Linked DNA regions of Mus musculus: all the other regions are linked to region 3. Evidence: chromatin contacts called from public promoter capture Hi-C data. All regions are on one chromosome and are shown on one strand. Each heading gives the region's core, a stretch centred on a gene start, on an enhancer-like site or on the middle of the called end of the contact. The rest is flanking DNA. Distances are from core to core; before and after follow the strand shown.

Region 1 (2,700 bases), core at 150-2,649, 2.0 Mb after region 3:
GGTTGGAGTATGTGTGGTGGTCCTAGAAAACTGTTTTGCAGAGGTTTTCCAGATGAAGATGAGAAAATGCATGATGCATTTTAGAAAGTAGAAGTTTGGATGGATCTTGCAAAGTAAGCCATGACCTAGAGTGTGCCTTTAATACTTGTACTTGGCCGATGCTGCTATAAAAAAAATCTTTTGATGTCCTTTGCAGAGCTGTGAAGGCTGACTGTCTGTTAGCCTTTAAGGACAGTAGCTTTGCTATGGTGTCATTTGTCCCCTTTTAGCATAAGGTAGGCTTTGGCAGGGGTGCATGAGAGGGTGACCGTTCCCATTACAGGGGCATCTTCTTTCCTTCAAATCTTCCTTAGTTTCCCCCTGTACTTCCTGACATCTTTCTTTAACTCTGATCCTGCCTACCCTTTGGGGAGTTAGGGGCACTCCTGAAGGCTTTGATCTACAGTGGGAAGAGGTAAGGGGACTGTGCCAGCGGAGGTGGATTCTGGCATTAGATCTGTTTGATAAATGTTGCTTGTCTTTTTTTAAAGGATATAGGATTGGAAATCTTATATGGTGCCAGGAATAGTGGTGCACACCATTAATCCCAGCATTTAGGAGGCAGAGGCAGGTGGATCTATGAATTCAAGGCCAGCCTGATCTACATAGTAAGTACCAGGACAGCCAGGGCTATACAGAAAGGCTCAAGAAAAGGGGACTAGAAGCGGGGAGAGATGGGAAAAAAAGAAATCTTCTATCACTTCCATGCTAGAAATATTCATAGTCATCTTTATATGGTATATCTATATCTCTCTCTATATATAGATATGCATGTATACAAACACATATATGCATATATTTGCTGTGCTGCAGATTAAACCTGGGGCCCGATAAATTGCTTTTGTTGATTGAGACGGGGTTTTGATCTGTAGCCCAGGCTGGCTTCAAACTTGTAAAATTATCAAGTGCCATGAGGAGTGTACCACCATGCCTGGCCTCGATATTTTTTTAAGATCCTTCTGAATTAGGCTAGAGATTAATAGATAAACATTTATATTCAGAGCTTTTTAGGATGAGGCAAAGGGACAAGGAAACTGTCATGTTTGTTTTTGTTTTTGAGACTCAGCTTCCTATGTAATTTACCGGAGCGTACTGGAGCGTACTGGTGCTTACTGGAACTTACTGGTACTTACTGGAACTTACTGATAGCCCACACTAGCCTTGATCTTGTGATCTGCCAGCCTCAGCCCCTGACTGCTGGGTTTACAGGTGTGTACCCTCTCACCTGGCCTCCCCCCTCGCCATCCCCCTTGATGAACTCCATCTGAGAAGAAACATTCAACCTGGGAGGAGAGGGCTTAGGGTGTAAGGTCAGGATGGTGAGTTGTGTGGTTTTTGTTGGTGTGAATCTCTTCCTTGTTCTGAACCACAGCTTCTAAAAATAGAGGTTGTCAGTGAGAGGTTCAGTGCTGGCTGTTTCATTTGGAAGAGTCAGTGGCTGCATGAACGTACAGTTGTAGTTCTTCAGGTTTGAGAGATTCTAGAAATTGGATTGACTCTGAGGACCTACCAGGCCAGTGGGTCTTAAGGAAATATTTGTCCCTCCTGGAAACCCAAGAAAAGCCATAGAGGAGCACTGCCCCTGGCTGCACTGGTGTGGATCTTAGGGCCGCAAGTCTCTCCGTTCACTCGGTTAGTTAGCTGGTATTTACTGAGCATGTGTTGTGTGCCGGGCACACTCTGTTATGTGCTAAAACATGAATAGACTAAGTCAGCCAGCTGTGTGTGTATTAAAACACCAGAGGAGTGGTGAGTCAGCAGAGATGTGAGAGGGAGGGCTATGTATGGCTGCATTCTTCAGTGTATTAAAAAGATACCAAAGGGACTCATATCTTTGAATATGCCACTTAAGAATGAATTCGGTATAATCTGAAAGAAAACACCTTTGCACTACTCCAGTGTGTGCCTCACCGATGGCATCTTGTCTGTCCTCTTCCTTGTCTTCTGTGAAAGCCTAGAGTTAGATGAGATGCATGCTGGCTTCCCTTACTTCTGGGAAAACTGTAACTTTGTGTTTAAACACATTAAAAAAAACCATGCTGAGAGGAAGAGCATTTCCCCAGGGCAGTGACAGATCCCAAATCCCCAGACAGAAACAATAGCAGGACAAGTAGGTGAGGGCCCGAGACCTGAGGTCAGCTCAGATTTAATCAGATTTCTGGAGGTCATTTTATGAGTAGATCATGGCCTTAAGTCACTACTCGGAAAAGAAATTAATATTTACATAGGATAATTATATATTATGTTATTTATAGCATGTTACAGTATATTGCATTTGTTTACCTACATATCTGAAAGTGCTGTAAAGGAAACGTATGATTAATGTGCACACTAATTGATAATTCTAAAGAAAGTGGGTCAGAAACAGGATACACAGTTTAGTTGTCAGGCGAGAAAGAGTTTCTTCCCTGGGCCATTCCGGGTGTCTGTCTGTCTGTCTGTTTGTCTCTTCTGGAACATTAGGGCAGTGTGTCGGTCAGCTCACAGGCCACACATTGTTCAGAGACTGTTGTTGCTTTGTGTTGTTGTTGGCTCCGTGACATTGTCTGATTGTTATTATGATTCATAGTCACCTACAGAGGGGAAATGAAAAATAACCCTGGGCAGGCAGCATGTTAGGGGGAGGGAAACAGATGACTTGTGAGTTTCATGACTTGGAGG
Region 2 (2,700 bases), core at 59-2,558, 1.9 Mb after region 3:
TCGCAAGACTGGAAAGGCGCTACAGAGCAGGCCTTGTAGAATGCCTGGCAGTTTGGACGCAGTTAATTGGTGGCTAGATCTACAAATTGAATAAAGATAATGCATTTCTGTTAGGGAGTGTGTATCCAGGTTATACAAAGATCCACAACAAGAAAGGAATCTGGTTGTTATGACAGGAAAGGAGGAGGGAAGATTAAAAGATAGAGGGAAGGAAAGTAGGTAAAGAATTTGGACATATTTCTCTAGAGGAGATACACAAATGCCAATAAACGGACGCATGAAAGGATGTTAAAATCAAAAGCACGTCATTCTCTTTAGGATGGTTCCTCCTCCTCCTCCTCCTCCTCCTCCTCCTCCTCCTTCTCCTCCTCCTTCCCCTCTCTCTTTCTCTCTCTCCTTCTTAAGACTGGCTCTGCGTGGTCCTGGCTATCTAGCAACAGATCAGGCTGTCTGAGAACTTAGAGGTATCTGCTGCGACAAAGGCTGTGCGCCACCATGACCGACCCATGGATCACTATTATGTTTAAAAAGAAAGTTTGACCGGATGTTGAAAAAAAAAATAGATGCTGTTTACACTGTTGGTGTAAAATACTGCAGTGCTTGCGAAAAACTGAAAATAACTAAAATAAAATCTATATAAACTAGTTATCCTACTGCTAAATATCAAATGCCAAAAAGTTGGAAATAGGATTTCAAAGAGATCCGTGTACAGCCCTATTTATAGCTGCATTAGCAAAGGCCAAATGAAGAATAACCCAAGTACCCAAATACATAAGATGGGTAAACAAAAATGTGGTTATGGGAATATAGTATTATTTGGCCTTAAAAAAATAAATTCTGTGACCATTATACTAGTGAATACACCGCTCACATAGAGACAATGTTATAATATATAACATTATTAATATAACAATACAATGATATATAGTTATATGATTCCACTTTTATGAGGTACCTAGAGATTGGTGGTAGCTCAGCACTTGGGAGATTTAAACAGGATATTCACAAGTTAGAGGCCGGCCTGGGTGACAAAAGTGAGTGAAGTTCTTTTTCAAAATTATTTCCTCCGTCTTGCTCTCACGTGAAAAAACAAACAAAAAAACAAAACAAAAACCAAAACAATCCTTTTCACGTAGGAACTGATGCGTCTAGGAACTGTTCCTTCGAGCTCCTTGGTCTCCGGTCGGTTTAGAGTCACAGAGGAAGTAGGCGGCCGCGCGCATTGGCGCGAGGCCGTGGGGGTGGGGTTGGCGGCCGCGCCGTGCGAGCCCCATCCCGGAAGTGCTCACTGGTCGTCTCCATGCGCCGGCTCCGGGGCGTAAAGCCTAGGCGCGAGGCTCAGACCACAGGTAGTGCGGACGCGGAGGGCCCTGCCTGCCGGCCGTGAGCCGCGGCGTCCGCGGGACCAGCCCCAACCAGCATGCTGCTCCTGCCGAGCGCCGCGGAGGGCCAGGGCACCGCCATCACCCACGCTCTGACCTCCGGTACGTGCCCACCAACCCAGTTTCCGCCCTGCCTCGGGCGCCCCTGCCCCAGCCCTGTCCCTAGCAACCCCTGGCTCGGTAGCCTTGACCCCGGCAATCTGCTCCGGGACTCGGGGGACTGTGACGAGCCCCTGCTGCTCAGTGCTGTAATTTGAAGTGTCCCCGGTTTCTCGGAAAGGAGGGTGGGGGCGTCTTCCTTGTGCACCTGTGGTTCCTTCATCCTGGTGAGGCTGCTGACTCACGGAGCGGGCTGAACAGCTGAGGACCGAGCCCTCCTGTACCCCGAAAGGCCCCCTAAGGCACCCCCCCTGCCCACGGCGGAGCGACCCCGCTGCACGCACCCGCGTGCCGGGAGAGATACAAAGCCTTGTAAACGCTGTTCAGCCCTTCGCCTCCACCTTTGCTCCCGGCTGTGTATTTTGCTTGTCGGAACTCAGAACTTCCTCATTCCGTTGGAAGCCCCCTGTGAATGCTCCTGGACAGCTTGGCGTACACCAAGGATGGTTAAAAGCACAACTTAGCCTCCTGCTGTAGGGGTTTTGGTTTATAGCCCTGCACGCCAGAAAGTATTTCAAGTGTCGGGTCTCTCATTTTAATGATCTACATTAATTCCCATAGCCGCTTACCGTGGGCACTTGTTGAATATAATTTTTAAATGTTTCCCATGGCACGTGTTGCGTTTGTGTGTCGCGGTAATCCTGTAGTGAGGGAAAGGCTTCCAAGACACGGTTTTGAAAGCCACGCCCCCGCTACTCAGCCGGTTCATTTTCGCGTTTGACTCCTCTCCTGTGTTAGGTGGAGGAAATCTTAATATCATAAGCCAGTTAAAACGTGAAAAAGAAAGGGTCTTAGAAAATGATGCCCACAAATTGTGCACCAGAAAATTGCCCTTTGATTTCTTAAGAAATTAAAATTATGATCTTTTTTCCTGACACAGATTACCATTTTTTAATTTCTGTTATACATATCTACAGTTATTTATTCCATGTTACTTTCTCTACAACAGTTTAAAGCTTTAAAACTGCATTCGAATATTCTAGGAACTGGGTGAGATAGGTATTGTTTCCATCCTGAAATGATTCAATCTGTTTCAAGAAATTTACAGTTCTAGATTAAAGCCCTGAAATTCTGGGTTTACATCCAGCCTGTGTTATTAAGACATAGAAACGGTAATGAGTTCTCAGCATTGGCTTGGAAAATTGTCTATTTCAACAGA
Region 3 (2,700 bases), core at 181-2,680:
GGGCACTAACAGTAACGGATGACCTTGGGTTGGAAAAAAAATGTCGCCAAACATATTTTATTGGATTTTCTTAGAGTGATAACGTTCTGATTATGTAGAAAAAAAAAATCTTTGCTTTTAGTAGATATGTATTGAAATCTTTTGGGGTGGAGGGTAACAGTCTGCAAACTACTGAATGACTCAGCAAAATACACCATATGCATACACACACACACACACACACACACACACACACACAGAGCAACTGTGGAGAAACGTTTAAAAAAAACCTAGTGAATGTGGGTTAATAGTGCCGATTACTGCATTTTTCTTGTATGTTTCAGATTTTTTGAAAAAAAAAATGGAGAAAGTAAAATCTTTTCAAACTTGGAGCGGCCTTTCCTGTTTGTTGGGACATCTTTAGAGTAAGACTCAGTGATACAGTTGTAACTCAACGATACAATTGTAACCAATGAAGGACTGAGTGTTCAGGACCAGTATCTTTAAGATACTGTAATTGTTCAAAGAGACAAGAGAACACTGAAGTGGTAACTACGTGTCAGTCAGCGTGATTTGCATCTTAGATAGCCTTGGAAGGTAGAAAGAGAAACCAGGTAGCCTGGGAAGGCAGAAAGAGAAACCAGCCAGGCCTGAATAGAAATACAGGCTGGTAGAACTGTTTGACCTATTTAGGGTTTAGTTTCCCCATTATAGGAGGAAGAAAAAAAAAATCACTTTTTGGCATGATTGCTGTTTTAGGCTCTTATCTCATGGTATTTAGAAAATTAGGCTTTCTGTGACAAACTTTCCATTTAAGCTGTGTGCATCTTTCCTTCGTTAAACTCACGCAGCCTAATGGAGTAGGAAAAGAGAGGAAAATCACTTCTCCAAGGTCACACAGACACTCAAGGACCCAGGTTCCTCAGCTCTTGGTCTTGTGCCCTTTCCACGCCCGCCGGAGAGGAGGAAGCGGCGCTCATAGGGATGCAAGGATGTAGAGATGCAAAGGGATAGAGGAGGCCGCCTGAGAGAGGTGGCGAGAGACCCGCCAAGGCGCTGGCCAAGGAAGAGCGCATGGAGAGGCGTGCGGCACGACCAGCCGGGGTGCGGAGCGGTGGCTGGGAGGAAGGGTCGGCGGCTGGGCCTAGTGCCCGGGAACGGGTGGCCTGCGGCGGCCGTAAAAGCAAGGAGGTGGAGGCCGTGGGCGCGGGAGGCCGTGGGCGAGGGGGCCGTGGGCGCGGGGAACCGTGAGCGCGCAACCGCCCTTCAGCACAGGTGGGCCGCCGAGCGAGTGATAAGGGCGCGGCCGGGGTCCGGACCCCCGTGCTCCAGAGCTGCGGAGGGGGGCGCGGAGGGGGCGGGGCTGCGGGGCGGGGCCGCGGGGGCGGGTCTCATTGGCCCCCGCGGGAGAGGCCGCGGCGGCGCAGGCGCGGTTCCCGCCTCCTCGGCCGGCGAGCGAGTGGAGGCTGCATCCCGGTGCGGCTGACTGTCGCGTCGCCGCCGCCTCCGCCGCGGAGCCCCCCGCCTGGCTGCCCCGAGTCGGAATGAGCTCCAGGAAAGGTGAGCGGCGCGAGCGGCCCCCGCCCCGCCTCGCGGCACGCAGGCGGCCAACCCGACCGTTAATGTGTCTTCTCTCTCCCCAGTGCTGGCCATTCAGGCCCGAAAGCGGAGGCCGAAAAGAGAGAAACATCCGAAAAAGTGAGTCCGCGCGGCGCTTGGTCCCGACCCCGCCCCGCCTCGCTGAATGTTGCTTGCGGCCGCGCAGGCAGAGCTTCCCGGTCCCCGGGCCGCGGGCGGTGGGTCTCCCGGGACGCGGCGCCGGCTCTACGTGCCCCGGCGGGGGAGGGGTGGGGGGAGGGGCGCGCGGCCGCGGGTTCCGGAGCCGCGACCTGGCCCGTCAGCCTGCGAGCCGCCCGGGCTCTGCACTCGACCCCGCGCCCCGTGCCCCGTGCCCCGCGTCCCCGATCCTCATCCCGCGCCCCGGATCGGCGTCCCTGATCCGTATCCTGAGCCCCTTATCCACATCCCTGATCCGCACCCCAGTGCCTGTACCGCACGGGTCGGATAGTGGGCACGGGAGGGAGGCGGCGGCGCGGCTGACACCTGGGCTGCGGGAGCCAGTGCGCTGCCGCCTCTGCCACCTCCCGGTCCCGCCTGGGCCAGCCAGCTGAAAACCCGAGCTGCTTGTCAAGTGGTTTGGCTCCGGGCGTTGTTCCTGGCGTGAGTTCAGCTCCGGGACCGGTGCGTTTCGGCGCTCGGGTTTTTCATTCGAAACTTTCTGCTCGGGTCGAGCGTTACTTGCGTGCTGCGGCTGCGCCCAGGTCGCTTGCTGCAGTGGGCTGTGGGTGTGTGCGCGGGCGGGTCCCGCGTGGTGCTCCGGACTGGATCCACCGACTATGATATTTCAAATGTGCCAGCGCCAGCCACCTCCAGCCTGGACCTGCAGCCCAGTTGGGCAGCTGCTGTCGGAGAAGCCTTTCCCCGAGAGCTGGGTTTTCCTAGGCGTCAGAGCGCCGCCGCGTGTTTCTCTTTCCTCTCTCTCTGGGTTTGCTGGACCAGCTATCAACATCTTTGCTCACATTGTTTGCTTCGCTGTTCCTTTTGCGCAAGAAATTTGTGTGGTGTCTTTGGTACTATAGAGAAAGACAGAATTCGCCTTTAATAAAATTACGAAATATTTGTCTATCTTTATTTTGCAAGGGGTGGGATAACCCTCTGCTC
Region 4 (2,700 bases), core at 71-2,570, 1.1 Mb after region 3:
AGAAAGAAAGAAAGAAAGAAAGAAAGAAAGAAAGAAAGAAAGAAAGAAAGCAAGCACCTTCAATAAATGGTGCTGGTCTAACTGGCAGTCTGTATGTAGAAGAATGAAAATAGATCCATATTTATCATCTTGCACAAACCTCAAGTCCAAGTGGATCAAGGATCTCAACATAAAACCGGATACATTGAGTCTAATAGAAGAGAAAGTGGGGAAGAGCCATGAACACGCTGGCATAGGGAAAATGTCCTGAATAGAACACCAGTGGCTCAGGCTCTAAGATCAAATATTGATAAATGGGACCTCATGAAACTGAAAAGCTTCTGTAAGGCAAAGGGCTCTATCAACAGGACCAAACAGCAGCCTACAGATTGGGAAAGGATTGTCACTAACTACTTATGGTAGAGGCTGTGGAGTAAGGGGAATACTTCTTCATTGCAGGTAGTAATTCAAACTTGTACAACCACTTTGGAACCAAAGTGTGTGTGTGTGTGTGTGGTAATTAGATTTCCTCCACAGGCAGTTGTATTGTTCAATAATACATAATGGGCCTCTTTCTAATATGGGTGCCGTGTTTTCCTTGTCTTTTTGCACTGTTTATGAAATCTATGTGTAGCAGACACTGCGTACATTATCTTTTATTCTTAAAAATACTCTACTATAGTCCTTATGTTCTATATAAGGAAGTTTATAAATAAACGGTTCAAAGATTCTCCCAACATCTCAAAATTCAGAAAAAGTTGAGTCAATGTTTCCAGACCAAATTTTTTTTTCAGGACCCAAAGCCCTCTCTTTGGACACGAATTTTCTTATTCCTATACATTCTTTCATTTCAAGGCTTTTCTTCTTCCAGGTGTCCTATAAATGTGCAAGGACAACGTTAATTTTACTGATTACCCTCACTAACACTCGAATACTTCCACATCTAGTTTCAAGCTTGCAAAGACAAACAAATGATTTTATTTAGTTAGTTCCACAGAGTTCCCATTGTCCACTTTCTTGCCAGAGGAAAACCAATTTTTTTTTAAAGAATACTCGTTTCTGTCGGTACTTTTATGTGTGCGGCTTTCTGGAGGGAACTGAAGACACAGAAGGTGGGCGGTGAGGTGCCCCCAGGTCGCCCTTCAGCTTGTGTAAGGGTTTCAGGCTGGAAAGCTCAGGCCAGAGTGGGAAGCGATAACCACTTACCAGTAACCGACCACTGAGCACCGCCGCCTGGAGACTAGAGCGGCCCACGTTGTCGCGCGGCTCCCTGACGTCACTCGACCGCGCTGGCTCCGCCCCCAGCCCAGGCTTCCGGCCGGAAAGCTTGCGGTTGTTCTACGTGAACCACGCCTGAGTGGCGCAGGGCTGACCGGAGGCCAACTGCTCTGCAGTATCAGGTGGTGCCCGCCAAAATGTCTCACTTGGAGAGCATGGTCCTCTGTCGAGAGGCCCAAGTGTCCACTTTGCAGTCCCTGTTTGGAGAGGTATTGTAGTCAGACTGCTTCCCAAATGCCAGAGGCGAATGCGTCCTGGATCCGTTCCGTTTGGGGGGAGTACTGTGTGGATTGCGAGGCGGTAGGCTATCCCCCTTATGTTAAGATGGAGGTGCGGTATGACTGCCCCACACTTACCCAAAGAAACTTCTCAGTCTATTTTAAAGGAGACTGCAGAGGAAGAGCTGGCCTGCTCTACAGGACGTCGGCTAGGAAGTGCTCCTTTTACTTGGACCACACTTTGGAGATTATGTGAGCCCCAAATAGCTACTGCAAGTTGCTGCAGAACAGGGTTTGGGTAGGAAGTCTGTTTGCAGAGTGTTTACTAAACGCCAGTTCGCCCGTTGTAGTGAGGTATAGATTGGGTCAAATACAGAGAGGTGATTGGCTTCAAGGCCAATTAGGGTAACGCTGTGGTTTAGCCTTTAAAATCCTTCAGCTTTTCTAGAATTATAAAAGCCAGGAGAAGTCTCGCTTGGGTTTCTCTCCCTGCCGACCAGATGAGATGATTTAGAGGGGAGAGGTTAGCCTCTGAAGTGAACACAGGCTGAAGTAACATTCATTTCTCTCAGTTGCCTTGCATTGTGCTCATTAATTAGAATTGATTGCACTTGGATCTTATCTGGGAGATGAGCAAATACAAATAGCCATTTAGTCTTCCTTTAGAAATGTACTTTCATCCAGCAGAGTGTCGGATCCAGTGCGTCTGTGGTGGCAGATGAAATAGTCATGGAAAAGTACTTCCCTCCATCTAAAAGGCGTCATGTTAGCAATTCTAGAGGTCAGCTGCATCTGTAGTTCCTAGTTATAATGCTTTCAGTTATAGTTACCTATATTATTGAAATGTATAATTGTTTATGCTCTGTACATTCCTTCATTGGACTTGATAAACCCAGATTATTCTAACCAAAAGTACTCCTCTTTTTTTGAGGAATACTTTATTAGCAAAATAAGATAGGTAGGGCTGATTTAGCAGTGGGTCCCAGAAAAGGCTTCACCTTTGCTCTTATTTAATACTACATCTAACAAAAACAATATTTTTCTTCAAGGAAGTTTGCATGTGGGAAATACAAAGAACCACTATAGCAAATAGCTACAGAAGAAAAAAGAGCTAGCTATGCTCGTAGAAGACTAATTTATATGTTTAGCAAGTGTGTATTTTCTGAGCACTGGCTCTGTGTGTGGCACTGTGCCAGATTCAGTCTTGTGGCACATGTTGGGGAAA
Region 5 (2,700 bases), core at 7-2,506, 1.3 Mb after region 3:
GATCTACAAGCCTGTGCAGCCTGCATGGCACTTTGCTCTAGTGTAATATTAGTCGCGTGTATGAATATGTGTGCTGTTGAACTTTGGGAGGATTGGAAGTAATGGAGACCAACAGGCAGTTAGGTCCTTCCTATCTGCTGAAACTGTGAATGTGGCAGAAAAAAAAAAATCTTTTGCAATGAAATTACCACAGAGGTCTCCCTTTGGATCTTGCCTTCTGACGCCCTTCTCCCAAACTCAGGCAAAGACTACCATTTCTGACATTACAGTTTCCTGGTTTCTTTACAAGCAAGGCTTATTTTGGCTTGGTGCTGAGCCTGGAGAAATGCATTAAAACCTGGCAGCTCTGTTCTCCCGTCTCTGGGTGCCTCGGGGCTCCTGCCAGCGGTGCTCGGTTAAAAAACGTGCTTCTGGATGGTTTCACTTGCCCGCAGTCCTGCGTGAGATAGCTCATTAACGCCGGTTTCATTGCTGCTGCCAGCCACTCCTCTGCATGCCTTCCCCTCCCCCACCCCAGTGACAGTGGTCATGCATGACATGTAGAAGTAATAAACTCGGACCTAAAATTTACTACCCCCATCTCCGTCCGAGGAATCCCCTAGCAACGCGTAAATACAGAGTCCGGCGAAGCTCGCCTGTCGGGTCCCCTCACCACAATCCCCACGGCCGAGAAGCCCGACGATCTGGCCCCGCACCACTCCAGGTGGCAATCGCACCGTCACCCAATCTCCCTTTCAGCCTGGCTGCCACTGAAGACCCGGGCCGGGGCAGCGACGGGGCCGCGAGGCCTGACTGGAAAGGGCTCGCGCGCGCGGGGCACCGTCGCGGTTGGGGCCACTGACGGGAGGGTCCCCAGGACAAGCGCTGGCCGTGGGGACTGGGGGGCGGCGGGCCCCGAGGGGCGAGGGTTGCAGCCGGCGTAGACAAAGAACAGCGCGGTCCCCGCCGCCCTCGGCTTCCCCGCGCGTCCTCGCAGAACGGGCAGCCGTGAGCCCGGGGCTCCGGTTCCCCGGGGCAGCCCGTCGGTCTCTGGCCGCTCTCGTTCGCGCAGCGGCCGAGCAGCCCTGCCCTTCCGGGCGGAGCGGGCCGTGGGCGGGAGGCGCGCGTGTGCTCCGGGCACAGCCCGAGGTGCGGGCAAGCCCGAGGGGGCGGGGACGGGCGCGGGGGCGGGGGCGCGGCTGGGACACGTGTGGCGGCGGCGGGGGAGGGGGCGGCGCCCGGGGCTTTAAGAAGGTGCGGAGGGGGCGGGCACTTTCCCAAGCCCGGCCGAGGGGCGTCGCGTGCACACCGGCGGCGGCGGCGCTCGGAGGCGGACGACGCGCTCTCGGCGCCCGCGGCCCCGGTTCCCCCCGCGCTCTCGCTCCGGCGGCCCAAAGTAACTTCGGGAGCCTCGGTCTCCCGCTAACTTCCCCCCGCGGGCTCGGTTGCCCGGACCCGCTCGGCTCGAGCCCGCCGCCGGCTCGCCTTCCCCGCACGCGGCTCCTCCGTGCCGGTGCCTCCGAAAGTGGATGAGAGAGCGCGCGGGGCGCGCGGCGGCACGGAGCGCGGCGGCATGGAGCGCGGCTGCTGGGCGCCGCGGGCTCTCGTCCTGGCCGTGCTGCTGCTGCTGGCGACGCTGAGGGCGCGCGCGGCCACCGGCTACTACCCGCGCTTCTCGCCTTTCTTTTTCCTGTGCACCCACCACGGGGAGCTGGAAGGGGATGGGGAGCAGGGCGAGGTGCTCATTTCCCTGCACATTGCGGGCAACCCCACCTACTACGTACCGGGACAGGAATACCATGGTAGGTACCACCACGGCATCCCTACGGCGCCACGGTGGCCCGCGAGCGCATCTTTCCATCCTTTTCCTTCTTCCCAGGGGCCAGCCGGCCGGAGACCGGGACAACCTCCTACCTCAGCGGGGTGCGCTGCCTGGGGAGAGAGAACAAAGTTAGTGGAGAATGGAGTCCTGAGTTGGGATTTCAACTGTCCCCTAACACATAAACTGGTGCTTATGTGACAGGCCACACAAGCTTTTGGTACTGCTGTCCCCCACCCCTTCACTCCCTGCAGCTGCCGAACCTGCGCATCGTGTTTTCCTAACCCCAGTACTTAGATACCAGACTTTTGTCCTGTTCTGGGTCCTCCTTGGTGGGTCCCCAGGTGGCGCTGGGGTTGTCACTGGGTTTTGCCGGCCAGCTGCCGACAGATTGGAGCACTTTGGTCGGTGGCTGCCCATGCCGGCGGCCAGTTAAAAGTTCCCGCTGCTCTGCAGCCAGGAGTCCCTAGTGATCTGTCCTCAAGAAACAGAGCGGCTGTTTCCAACCCTTTATTCTTTTAAAGAGTCGTTTAAAATATCAGTGATTGATGATTTCTGTCATCCCCTTCATACTTTTAGCTTGGTGCTTGCTGTTGTTAGCATTGTCTGGGCGATGCTTACTAATCACTTGTATCTGCACAGCTTTAAGTCCCTGGCAGGACCTACAAGCTTCTCCCCACAAAGGCGATCCCTCTCCTAAGGGATCAGTATGCAATCCTTCATCGAGGTGAAACATTACTGCAAAGTTGAATTTTAGCAACAAGAAGAGTAATTTAATGTAGTATGCAGTCCTTCATCGAGGTTAAAACATTACTCAAAAATAAAAATTAGCTACAAGAAGAGCAATTTAGTGTAGTCCATATACTTTTAATCAAGTGAAATATGTGGGAGATAAACCATGT

What was found. Promoter capture Hi-C pulls out the DNA fragments that hold promoters and counts their contacts.
Region 1: a promoter capture Hi-C map of hippocampal neurons shows a contact between it and region 3, with 3 times the contacts expected there. The contact joins the enhancer-like site here to the promoter of Srpk2 in region 3. A contact is called at or near these places in 5 of 39 promoter capture datasets (the 3T3-L1 cell line, hippocampal neurons, liver and 1 more) and 1 of 115 datasets of contacts at active chromatin or transcription factors (stem cell-derived neural progenitor cells).
Region 2: a contact with region 3 is called in a promoter capture Hi-C map of embryonic stem cells, with 5 times the contacts expected there. The contact joins the promoter of Dnajc2 here to the promoter of Srpk2 in region 3. A contact is called at or near these places in 10 of 39 promoter capture datasets (the 3T3-L1 cell line, the C10 cell line, cranial neural crest and 3 more) and 1 of 115 datasets of contacts at active chromatin or transcription factors (large pre-B cells).
Region 4: a contact with region 3 is called in a promoter capture Hi-C map of stem cell-derived epiblast-like cells, with 6 times the contacts expected there. The contact joins the promoter of Orc5 here to the promoter of Srpk2 in region 3. A contact is called at or near these places in 8 of 39 promoter capture datasets (the 3T3-L1 cell line, 3T3-L1-derived adipocytes, embryonic stem cells and 4 more) and 1 of 115 datasets of contacts at active chromatin or transcription factors (embryonic stem cells).
Region 5: a contact with region 3 is called in a promoter capture Hi-C map of liver, with 2.7 times the contacts expected there. The contact joins the promoter of Reln here to the promoter of Srpk2 in region 3.

Annotation. Positions count from the first base shown.
Region 1 is chr5:21,680,175-21,682,874 of GRCm38.p6, reverse strand. The region is part of intron 2 of Napepld (N-acyl phosphatidylethanolamine phospholipase D); the gene reads left to right. Among named protein-coding and RNA genes, the nearest start is that of Gm51277, 7.6 kb to the right of the region's middle. Within about 2 kb of position 1,399, at least 46 of the 459 cell types and tissues checked have an H3K27ac peak or open chromatin away from gene starts, as enhancers often do. A contact at or near this core is called in hippocampal neurons, where this site is marked.
Region 2 is chr5:21,783,773-21,786,472 of GRCm38.p6, reverse strand. Dnajc2 (DnaJ heat shock protein family (Hsp40) member C2) reads left to right here and starts at 1,308. Exons shown (of 17, transcript NM_009584.4): 1 at 1,308-1,484. The coding sequence starts at 1,421. It also overlaps a transcript of Psmc2 not described here.
Region 3 is chr5:23,674,697-23,677,396 of GRCm38.p6, reverse strand. Srpk2 (serine/arginine-rich protein specific kinase 2) reads left to right here and starts at 1,430. Exons shown (of 16, transcript NM_001359173.1): 1 at 1,430-1,539; 2 at 1,623-1,677. The coding sequence starts at 1,524.
Region 4 is chr5:22,548,958-22,551,657 of GRCm38.p6, reverse strand. Orc5 (origin recognition complex, subunit 5) reads left to right here and starts at 1,320. Exons shown (of 14, transcript NM_011959.3): 1 at 1,320-1,466. The coding sequence starts at 1,395. 6030443J06Rik (RIKEN cDNA 6030443J06 gene) reads right to left here and starts at 1,245. Exons shown (of 3, transcript NR_102315.1): 1 at 1,186-1,245.
Region 5 is chr5:22,343,261-22,345,960 of GRCm38.p6, reverse strand. It overlaps Reln (reelin), which reads left to right and starts at 1,256. Exons shown (of 65, transcript NM_011261.2): 1 at 1,256-1,781. The coding sequence starts at 1,553.